Linked DNA regions of Zea mays: region 1 is linked to region 2. A link is a contact called in public Hi-C data. All regions are on one chromosome and are shown on one strand. Each heading gives the region's core, a stretch centred on a gene start, on an enhancer-like site or on the middle of the called end of the contact. The rest is flanking DNA. Distances are from core to core; before and after follow the strand shown.

Region 1 (5,948 bases), core at 430-2,929, 82 kb before region 2:
CTACATTTTATTTTTTTTACTCTGGCTCGCGAGCTAAACGAGCCGAGCCGAGCTGACTCTATGGCTCGTTACCTTAACTAGCCGAGTCGAGCTGGCTCGTTATCCACCCCTAGGCCCGTCGGGCCGTGGGCCGGTCCAGCATGATTATTAACCTAGCGGGTCATGTCTGGACCTCGCTTGGAGCCCGTGGACCGGCACATCACGACATGCTAGCCAATCCGGGCCGGGCCGGCATGACCCGCCCATTTGGACATCTATAGGCTAAACTACGTAGAGAAGAACATGGGTAGGGGTGAAAACGGGTCGGGTACCGGATACGGATAGTGTAAATACCCGTTTTTTCGGATACAGATTCAGATATTTTTATATTCGGGACGGATACGGTTAATACCTGGATACTGAAGCTTCGGATTTGGGTCGGATACGGAGCGAGGACTACCCGGTAAATACCTAGATAGTCGGGTCGGATACGGGTACCCGTTTTTCATTTCCTGCATAATAATATAATTATAAAATTATAACTTTTACATATGAAATGGGATGAAGATAAAATTTATATGAAAATTGTAGAGCTCGAAGAGATCTATAACTTTGTAGTACATCAAATTTTTGTTTAAATATATCTTTAGGCCAAAATCATTGAAATAATGTCCAAATTAATATCAAATTAATATATTTTATCATTTTTATGTGGGGGGACTTAATGTTATCTCCACGTGGGAACTTAAGGTTATCTTTGTGGAGACTATTTATTAGTATTGGTAACTTATTTGCAGTTTTCGAGTGACGCTACATTATTTTATGGATTTAATTGTATTTTGATGATTTTCTATGACAAGAAATCAATAGTTGTATAAATAGCCTAAAATCATGAAATTTTATGGAGGCACAACATATGTCCATATATAACCATAAAAAATGTTTGGATCATAAGATTTATAAGATGCCCACGTTTCTTCCATTTCACTTTCACTTATTTGTATGAGTTACATGTGAAATCACTGTAAGTATCCAAGTTTCAGCATAATCAATACTTTACTTTATCATTTTCATATGAGGACTTGAGTTATCTTCGTATAAAATGTTTATTAGTTTTTGTAACTTATTTGCAACTTTTGAGTGAAACTAGAATATTTTATGAATTTTTAATATTGTGGTGTTGGTTCTACAATGTCCTCGTGATTAGTAACTTTGAACTGCATGATGTCAATTTTATCGGTTTCCTTTTCTACATTTGATCTATCATATACACGATTATGTATTACTTAATTTATGTATTTGTTGGATGGTTGGACAATTAATATCATCGGGACAAACTACCCGACAATTATCTGGTACCTACCCGAGTAGTATCCGTTATCCGTTTCTTACCCGCCCGGATTATTACCGGGTCCCGTCTTATATCCATCCTGAATCTTAACTACACGTATCCGGTCCCGTATCCGAGAGAAATATATTAAGGTAGGATACGAGATGACCATGTATTCAGTTGTATCTGTCCCGTTTTTATCCCTAAACGTGGGGGCATAGCACTGGACAATTCCGGCTTTTGGGGCTCGGGCGCGTGCATCATGACAGTTATGCGGGAAAGATGAACAGGGGCAGTGGTGCTGACCGGTGGGGTTACAATGCAGTGCACAGGGCGAGCGGTGACGCGCGTGCGCCTGAGCTCATGAGCCTAGCTGATGGGCAGGGCCAGGGGCCCACTGCTCAGCCGATGGATGGGCCCATGGACGGGAGTATGGGACACTGAGCTCCGTGCGTCCGCGTGATCGCGGTAGGGCTGGGCTGTTGTGTGGGTCCGGAGTAGATATGGCAATGGGGACCCGATCCCCGATTCCCCGCGGGGAATTCCTCTATTAGGGGATGGGGATGGGAAAGTTTCTTCCCCCACGGAGATGTAAACGGGGGAAAATTCTCCCCCGACGGGTAAACGGGGACGGGATTGGAGAAGCATTCCCCATCCACGTTTCCCGCGGGGACCCGTTAAACTTACATGTGACAATGTTTTCATGTAATAGTTAATGATAAAAATAAATAATTACCTTGCCAAGAGATTACCCGTTGTACAAATACATTGATTTTAACATGCACATAATGTTTTTTTACATCTAACAATGTGTATAAGTGACAATGTTTTACATTAATAACAAATGAAGTACGATTTAATTATACTTTAAGCGGGGATGGGATCCCCGACGGGGATTTATCCCCGTGGGGAACGGGGATGGGGAATAAATGTCCCCCCAAGCATTCATGAGGATCCCCATGGGGAATTTTTTTGTCGCGGGAACGGGTTTGGGGAGCTAAAACCCGACGGGGAATTCCCCGTTGCCATCCCTAGTCCGGAGGCACGGGCAGCAGTGTAGGTAGAAGAAACATGTGCGGTGCTGCTGTTTCCTTGAGCAAACGTGGGAGAGGCTAGGGAAAGATGAAAGGGGAGAGGGTGACAGGTTGGTCCCATCTGGAAGTGAGTGAGGAGGAGGCCACGATTTGGGCTGAAGGAATTGGCCAAAGGGCCTAGCGGGACGGACGTGAGGAGGGGCTGGGCTTTATTTTATTCTTTCTTTCTTTTTTTCTATTTGAGTTTAGTTTTAGTTTTTTATTCAAGCATGTTTCACGAGTTTAAATGGATCATCAAACAAAAATAGAGGTCCATACTAAGATGCGACAATCAAAACTCCTCTAAGATTTTATTTTGCTAAACTTAACAATTATATATAATATAACTCACCACTATTTAGAAAAAAAAGAAAGGGGAGATGAAAGTGAAGGTAACACCTGAATTTTGAGTATTGAGGAAAAATTATACTCCAAAATTCAGGGTGTTACAACCTAACATCCTTAACAGAATCTCGCTCCGAAATTCAAGAAGAGGCTAGTAAGAAAACAAGGTGGGTTCATCGATTATTCACAACCTCTTCTATTCAACTTTGACTCTTCTAGCTTAACTCGTGAGCTTGTTGCTTTGCCCTTCTGATGTTTGTGATCAACAAATCCTTGTTGTTGGGATCGTGAAATGAAATGAATGATGAGTTGACTTCTTGAGGACCTTAGGACCTGTGGGTCAGGGCCCACCACGCTTCCGCTGCGCCTCTTTGTTCTTGTTTGTTGAGGTTGATTGCATTATCATCATTTGGGTCCACTGCTAACCCCCTTAATAGGAGTATTGCTACCATGCACTTGACGAAGACGCTATCGTCACTGATCTCGACTGATTAAAAGGAGTTGGAGGTTGCGTTGCGTTCATTACCGCTTGTGATGCTATCTTCAGGAACTGTTTTGGAGGTTGCCAATTAAGCGGGTGCAAGAGGAAAAGATATAGATAGAAAAAGGTAAGCATAAATGCATTAAAGAGAGAGAGCATGGAAAGAGAACCAAGTACCTAACTATATATGGCACTCACCTAGTAAAGTGATGTCGTTGTGGACCAAAGATTAGCACACATTAACACTCATCACAAAGAACCAAATCAGCCACAACACAAGCACACAACAACAAGCATCTCGTTGGTACGCATTCTTTTTAACTAAATGGTGGTCTTTCTTGAAAAGGGGAAAACTACTCTAAGGCCATCAAAAGATGAGGAGAAGAATAAACCATATGAGACAAGAGCACAAGCACGACAAAGGATGGAACTGAAGCAAGACTTGCAAAGCGACACAGGAGGGGAAACAACCAAGGATGGGATAGGTAAAACAACACTCTCAAACTACAATGAGAGAGAGAGGAGGGTTTAAATTGCAGGTATGTGATAAGCATGATGGTAAAGATCGAGAGATGATAAGGGTTAATGGTGATAAATGAAAAACACATGACAAATGATGGAGTTAGGGCCTATTTGGTGTGCTGCCTAACTTGCCACACTTTGCCTAACTTTTCATGCCTAAGGTTAGTTCTTCAATTCGGATGACTAACCTTAGGCAAAGTGTGGCACAGGTAGCCGTGAACCAAACATGCCCTTAATACAAAACTTTCAAGGCGACAAATAAGAGGAAAACAATCATGGGCCAGATAGGTAAAACACCACTCTCAGACTAGGATGGAAAAGAGAAGGCTTTAAAGGGTAAGTTCAAAGTAAACATCAAGTAAAATATATAGATATTACAAGGGTTAAATGCGATAATGGACAAAAGTGTAAGAGAAGAGGTAAAGGTGTAGAAGAACCAAGGGTACGAGTACAACAAAGAATTGAGTTAAGACAATACTTGCATGCGGCAAAGATGAGGTTACGACCAAGGGACAGGATAAGTAAAATACCACTCTCGAATTGAGATGGGAGAGGGGAAATTTTAAATAGCAAGCATATGATAAGCATCAAGGTAAAAGATCAAGGGATGACAAAAGTAAAAGTGATAACAGGCATAAGCACAACAAAGGGCGGAGTCAAGACGAGACTCACAAAGTGGCGAAGTAAAGGGAACAATAAAAGGGTAAGGTAAGTAAGGTTCCAACAAAATAGTTGAGGTGAAAATTCATTACCAAGGGAAGTTATAAGGAAACAACGAGACCACAAAGGATGTGCGAAATAAAATGATCGCTCATGAATCATCGAGAAACAAGGGTGTCAAGGACATGTAAACTGAAATGTTTTAAACCGACATTGTGAGAGCACATATAGGGGTGAATATGTGATCCTGTAAAAAACAGCTTAACAAAACAAACTTGGTCTAAAATAACTTAGTGAAACCAAAACAGCAAAGCAAAGGCGTGGATGCGATGTCTCGTCGTTGTAGAATGTTCAACTGGAGCTTGGTGTTGTGCTCCATGCTCCTAGGGGTCCATTTTATAGCCCCAACGGACCTAGGAGTCGTTGGAGCTCTAATTGGAAGGCCCATTTTCTCCCTTTTCAATCTTATTCTCTTTTGCTCCTTTTGACTTGACTTCATAAAGTCACTAGCACTTAGACAAATATGATTAGTACCCAAAACAATTGACTAAGTGTCCAGAGCTTGCCTTTTTCACTTGGTCCCATATATATTTTTTATTTTGCCTTCTCCCAAGCTCAAATTGCTTTTAAGTACATGTGCTCATTTCTCACAATAGATGATGTTAGTCTAAACAAAATGTGTTGAGCATCTAATCACCAAAACAATATAGAAATGGCCCAAGGGCACATTTCCCTTTCAATCTCCCCCTTTTTGTTTATTCATGCCAACACATCAAAAGCAACTCAAAATGAACTAACATATCCAAATGCGAGCTAAAAAAGTGCAAATTGATGTCAAACTTAGAACCAATTAAATTATCATAGGATTTGACATATTTGGATCATTTTTTGCCACCACTTGGTTTGATTTCGCAAAACAATTTCATTTTCCTATCATTATGTCAAAACACTTTTTTGGCAAATCAAAATATTTTCAAAACTAATTTTGATCAAAGCAACAAGAAATTCCTCCTCTTTCCCATAATCAAATTTCTCCCCTACAAGAGAGTAGTTTTTGCAATAAGAGGGTTTTGATCAAAAACCAAGTATACTTACACTAAAATTTTGAAAAGTTCACAAGTGGAGCTGATCCAGTTGCTTTGGCCTTAATTTCTCCCCCTTTGCCATTAAGTACCAAAACTGAAAAACTAGTGGCCTACTAACCCCATTGCCTTGCCAAAAATTGCAAATGAAACCAAGGACAATGAGAAAACACATAGTGACTTGGCACAAAGTACATTGATACCGTAATGCAGTGGAAGCCTTTTCTTTGTCCAAGTGCACATTTTCTCTTTCAATCCATCTTTGAACTATATCAAAATCACTCAAGCAAACACATTAGTCTCAAAGGGTCAATTTGTAGAATATCATCCTCCTAAACATATGCAACATATGCACAAGGACTTGTGAAGTCCGGGGATGACATTTTGCAACTTAAGCACCAAAATAAGCAAGTAAAGATAGAAATGCTTAAAAGAACATGATTAAAGGCATGAAGACACATGTGTGCTATGAATCA
Region 2 (6,264 bases), core at 2,664-5,163:
TACATAAAAATATTGTTTTCTGTAAAAGCGGAAACAACATGCATGTACATTGCCTGCGAATGCAATTCTCGGGCAAAGCAGTAATCGCAAACAAAAGTGGTAACAATAGTTACAAATAACAATAGAAAGTAGTAGAAGAATCTTCTTCGCACCTTGGAGAAATCCGCCATAGTGTATCATCGTTCCCTATTTCACCCTTCACAAAAGAGGAAGATAGTAAGATCATCAGTTAAGGCTCACGAGGAGCAGCGGAGCAGGCAAAATGGCAGATCAACAACAAAACAAACTCATAGAACAAAAAGGTCGTGTGGATACAACAAGAGGAAGTGGACAGCGAGGGAGAGTTGCTCCTCAGCCGCGGTGGAAGGAAGGGTACTGGATCACGGTGTACCGCTCTAGAAGAGTCTTCTTGTCTTCCTGTGTTAGGAGCACATGCGTTACCTCTTGGTAAGCGGTCTGCTGGAACTTGTCGTTCTGCTTGGAGATGTTGATCTTCTTCATGACATACCTACGCTGGCCCCGCGAGGGAGGCAAGCAACATACAAGGAAGGATCAGGAACCGAAGCACACGTCAAGAAAGCAGACCAGCAGAGCGCGATTAAAGCCAGATCAGAGGCGACAGTTCAGATCTAGCGCACTAACCTTGTCTCCAGTGAGGTACAGAGCGAGCAGCTTCACGGCCTGCAGCGAGGTAGCGGCTGAGGCGCCTGACGCCAGATGTGTTCGCACCTGGTAGGAGCCGAGGGCGATGTAGGAGCGGAAGACGATGGCGTCGCGCTCAGCGGCGGCGGCGGCGTCGAGGCCCAGGATGTCGATGTTGTTAATGGCTGCCTGGTAGGCGCCCAGGTAGAAGAGGTTCCGCAGATTGAAGAGCAGGTCGGGGGAGGCCATCGCTGCAGTGCAGCAGAAGACGACGGTGACGAGGCGTGGGTGGGAGAGAGATCCGGGAGGTCGCGGTTGCTCTTGAGTCTAGACTCCGCTTGGTCGTCCCTTCGGTTCGAGTTGATGCGGGGGACGCACGGGCCAGTTCGCTTCCGCTTGGGCTCCCGCGCCGAGTTTGGGGATGGGTCAGCCGACGCCGTCGCCACCGGCGAGGGGATCGGATTCAGAGCGTAGGTACTGCTGGACGAGTCGACGGCGGGCGGGAGATCGAAGTAGCCGACACCGGCGGCGGCGCCACTTGTGACGCTGGACGAGGTGGACGCGAGCCGAGACGACGGCCTAGGGCATGGCCCCCAGGGCGAGATCGCGTGCCCGCGAGCAGGAGGGAGCTTTGGAGCTGGGCGAGGCCGGAGGGGCGGACCACGGACGGATCTGGGCGAGGAGGCGGCGTGCCAGACCACCGGAGGCGGAGGGAGCTGCAGCTGCTGGGCAGGAGCCATGGCGTGAGGCGCCGTGGCGGCCGATTTCGGGAGGCGAGTGCGGTAGGATTGCGCGAGGGGGAGCACAGACGCGATGGATGATTCCTATGGAAGGTTGTCGAAGGAAGGTGCGCGAGAGGCGATGATGGCGGGGATTCCTGCGATTGCGCGAGGGGAGGACGGGCAGAACACGGTGCACTTGTGAACGCCTACAATTTCGTCTTATAGAGTAGTAATAGATGAGTACATTACAGTCAAGATACCATAATGACAACATTTTTTTAAAAAAACTTATAGGCAACAACTTAGTAAAAATTCATAGCATCTCTAGGGCTAGCGTGCTTCTGTGGCTGTGTGAATCGCGTGAGGAGCCTAGCATGCTGTAAACTACTAGCTTGGAGCCTTGGATGCTTGTGTTGACATGTTCAATGCGAGTGCGTGGCTGGCCTGTAGACGGACGCATGGTCATTTGGGCTGGCCAAAAGAGCTCACATAGTGCTTTGCTGGTTAATGGTTTGTTGCCAAAAACGAGATAACCCCTCATAAATACGGGATAAACGAAAATGGTCAGGATGCACCCAAACTGTTTCGTACCGATTCCGAATTTAGTATCCCATTTTTCGTACCATTTCTGAATTTGTACGAAAAAATACGATTTCGATCGAGTTAAATATAGAAAACGATGCGAAACAGAATGAAATTTATCCCGACCGTTTTTATTCCTACTAGACCTGAGTAGATAAGTCCTTTCTACCAAATCTTATTCCATTTTACTTGGACTTTATTTTGAGCTTTCCTACGACTAGACAAATATAGTTAGTACATAATCAAATTGACTAAGTGTGAGGAACTCACCTTTTCACCAAAGTTTACCAGGATTTGCATTTTGGCTCAAATTACGTCCTAGAAGCGCTTTTCTCACAGAATTGGGTTTAAGATGAAACAAAAGTGCTAGAAACATAGTATTAGGCATATGAAACTTATCTAAGTACTCAAACCTCATTGTTTTACCCTTTTACCCAAAGTTACACTTTCTATCCTCCATTTTAGCTTTTTAGGACTTAGAACTTTCAAATTGCCTTCAAGTGAACCTATACTCATACTAATATCAAACTAACTTGTCCATGTTGGTGTGTTGTACACTTAATCAGTCGATACATGTTGGGTGCTCGTCACCGACGAAGATGATCTGAGCATCTAGCGTACAACGACGACACCTTCTCCTTTTTGATGCTTCATCCTTGGAGCAAGGACAAGGAATGCCAGACACAAACCGAGGATGGGTGAGGTGACAACAGAGATCGAGGATAGCCAAACAACGGGAAAAAATGAAAGAAACGATGTGCCTTTCATGTGTGCGAGTTAGGAACCAAGCAACACAAAGTTGAGCTGCTACTTTTGAAGGTGTGAGGTAGGTGAAGCTCATGCACTAATTCATGAGTTTGTGGCATGGCGCTAATGGTTACCATCTTAAATCGTGGTCAAGACGGTTGTAATAGACATGGTTTGATACACGAACTGGATATCATAAGGTAAAATAGGGTGGTTGGAGCGGTGTCTTTAGAAGATGCTTCATGGCGCGTAAACAACAGAGTGAACTCGATTGACTATTGAGGAGGACACCTGCTGCAGCTAGATCTAGATAGAGTACTGAAGAGGTCATAACCGTCTATGGAAGCACGAAGGGGCAGAGCGGTGAGCCACCACAGACGGTGAGTGCAAGCGCCTAATAGGAGTGGGGGGGCTTATGGAAGCGCAAAGAACCAGAGCCATCGCCGGACGCGGACACTAAAATGAGGCGAGGACCTGCACCTGCTACAACCAGATATGACATGGTGCTTGATTCCATAAGCATTGGCGATTGGTGGGGTCACCACTGACGGGGATATAATTCTCAATCTATTATGAATGTATTGGTTGCCTGCATATGCCATTGACCATGTTCACCGAATGCAATCTCCACGTGTTTGGTTGCGTGGCCAGCCTCTGCAGATGCAAAAATTATCTCTAGGCCTAGCTCCCAAGATAAACAAAAAAATGAGCGTTTCTCTATAGTGAGGCTCTATTGGTACAACCATTAGTCTTTCTCAATGATGGATTAATATGTATTTATTGTCTATTATAAATTATTATAATTTGTTTAAAGGCGACTACAACTTAATACACGATATGGTAAAATTATATACTATTTACAACATGATTACATCAAAATATAATAAACTTTAATACTCCCTCCGTTTCTTTTTATTAGTCGCTGGATAGTACAAAATTGCACTATCCAGCGACTAATAAAAAGAAACGGAGGGAGTAGAATTTAAGCTTAGCATCTCTATGGAACAGTTGAGATAACCAACCTAGACGTTAACCAGGCACCAGGTTCGACCAGGATGACAATTAACGCGCCCAAACCTAGACGTTAGCCAACCTAGACGTTAACGCGCCCAAAGCTCACGAGTGTGACACCTGACTCAAAGAGCAAGCTCAATTTTCCCCTTCCCTTGGAAAACCACGCACCCACCGAGCCCGGCCGCCCCCAACCACTCCGACCAAACCAAAACCCAGACCCACTCTCCCCCGAAACCCAGGGCCTCGTGTCGTTTGATGCGATTCCGGCGGCGATCGCGAGCGCCTCCACCACCACCCGCTCCCCCGTCCTAGCGCGCGTTTGGGCGATCTCCCCTCTCGCGGCGGGCATGGCTGGCGGCGGCGGCGGGGCACGCGGCTCCGACAGGGCGGGGGCGGCGCGCTCTCCCACAACCACCACGGCGATACAGTCGACCATCCAATCGATCAAGGAGGTCGTCGTCGGCCACTCCGACGCCGACATCTTGGACACCCTCCGCGAATCCAACATGGACCCCAACGAGACGGCGCAGAAGCTGCTCAACCAAGGTCCCCTTGCATCTTCCCTATTCTCCCGATCTGGGTCGCCTCGACTCGGTCGATCTCGTACCGTTCTGGGAGCTAGGGTTTTGTGGGCTCTCGCCTAGCGCATTGGGTCGGCTCTGCTGCTGCACCCGTGCCGGCGCAGGGGATCGCCGCGTCGGGTCTAGGGTTTTCGAGCTATGGATATTTGGGGTGGCTCTGCTAGGGTGGGTCACCGTTTAATGGTTATTATCGATATTGATTAATGATACTATCACGAGGTTCGTGATTTTGATTAGCCAATGATGTCCATATATATCAATGATATTCTTGCAGGGTCAAATTGTTAACATTTGTCCGGGCTACTTGTATTTTCGTGTTCTATTCTATGTTGTAAATTTGTAAAAGGCAGTGCTTACTATTGCTTGCAGCACGTGGGTTCTAACTATCTCTTTATGATCAGCTTGATGCCATTGTTTGCAATATATATTGCCTTACTAGTAAATCTTCTCATGTTTTCTTTGTGATTGTAATTCGTCATTGTTTGTACCTTTTGTACTTGCAGATCCATTTCATGAAGTAAAAAGAAAAAGGGACAAGAAGAAGGAGGTATACATTTTCTGTTTGGGTACATTTTCAGTGAACGATGAATGATTAAATCTAGAGTTGTTTCTTTTTATTTATAGCATACTTATACATATTCTTCTTGCAATGTTAAGCTTTTTGTGATGTTCTGAAACAATCTAAAGCAAAAAGGAACGTTTGGAGTTCTATGTCCTTAAATTGCGTATAGTCACTCAATAGGCTAGCAAAAGAAAACCTGGCCTCCAAATTCCAAATACTAGATGCAAGTTTGACTCAGGACAAAGCTAAAACAACTTACAATTTGGAACTGAGGGAGTAGGAGTAGACACGCACACTGCTTCTGCACAAGACATGCATTCCACAACATTTTATTTGCTCTTATGTGTTCCTCTCACTTTTTTCCTTGTCATCCCCTGACCCTACCTTGTGTGCGAGCTTCTGGCATTGGGTGTGAAGAAACGAAATAAAAGCTAAAACAACTTACAATTTGGAACTGAGGGAGTAGGAGTAGACACACACACTGCTTCTGCACAAGACATGCATTCCACAACACTTTATTTGCTCTTATGTGTTCCTATGTCTCACTTTTTTCCTTGTCATCCCCTGACCCTACCTTGTGTGCGAGCTTCTGGAATTGGGTGTGAAGAAACGAAATTAATTCTCTATCAATTGAGGAAACATGTTAGGTTTATTGGTTCTTTGTTGAAGTGTGTAATGCATGTTATGAAGCTTCTGTAATGCTGAAAATCATACATTGCTATTCTTTTATTTCGTTGCACTGAAAAAACTATTGCATTGTTAGAGTGCTGGCCAGAAGAGCTTTGCTGATAGCACTGCACAAGTTGAGCAAAACTCACAATGGATGAAGCCACATACACAAAAGATGGAAAATGATCAAAGAACTCCCAAGCAGGGTCAGATGTCAGGTAACATAATTGAGGGCCACCATCTGTAATTCTGATCTTATGTAGATATGCTTCTAGACAATGATGAAATATATAGCTTCCTGTTTTCCATGGCAACATTGTTTGTCTCCAGCTTTCTTGTCTTTGTTCTTGGCTTCCCATGACATACTATAAGCTTCTGCAGTTTTCACATATTGTGTGACATATGTGCAATATTTTGGTTGTGTAACTAGCAGTTTCCACCTGATTGTTAACTGATTGCTTGATGTAGGCCCTACTCGTGAATTTCGGGTTGTGAGGGACAACAGATTTCAACATGGTGTGGTGGAGAACAGACCAGAATTAGGACACAAAGGTTCAGCAAATGTACAAATGTCTGATAGGAGGTATTGTTTGTGACAAATTCTGCCACTGCTCTTACTGTACCATGCATTCATTTGTATGTCAAACAATCTTGTCATCATTTTGTAGTTCTGGTTAAGTTGTATTCTGAGTATAATGCAGCTATCAAGCACTTATTCAACTTCCTAATATTCTGTATAGCTAAG

The links. A called contact is a pair of places that touch in the nucleus more often than the background predicts.
Region 1: a contact with region 2 is called in a Hi-C map of ear, with 3 times the contacts expected there. The contact joins the enhancer-like site here to the promoter of LOC100501220 in region 2. A contact is called at or near these places in 6 of 25 Hi-C or Micro-C datasets (bundle sheath, ear, endosperm and 3 more).

Annotation. Positions count from the first base shown.
Region 1 is chr9:11,074,397-11,080,344 of Zm-B73-REFERENCE-NAM-5.0, reverse strand. No RefSeq gene overlaps it. Among protein-coding and RNA genes, the nearest start is that of LOC103637910, 18 kb to the left of the region's middle. Within about 2 kb of position 1,679, at least 17 of the 20 cell types and tissues checked have an H3K27ac peak or open chromatin away from gene starts, as enhancers often do. A contact at or near this core is called in bundle sheath, ear, endosperm and 2 more, where this site is marked.
Region 2 is chr9:10,994,102-11,000,365 of Zm-B73-REFERENCE-NAM-5.0, reverse strand. LOC100501220 reads left to right here and starts at 3,913. Exons shown (of 11, transcript NM_001362590.1): 1 at 3,913-4,253; 2 at 4,792-4,835; 3 at 5,614-5,737; 4 at 5,988-6,102. The coding sequence starts at 4,055. It overlaps LOC100274827 (1-aminocyclopropane-1-carboxylate oxidase 1), which reads right to left and starts at 1,470. Exons shown (of 4, transcript NM_001149096.1): 1 at 643-1,470; 2 at 442-513; 3 at 153-196. The coding sequence starts at 891.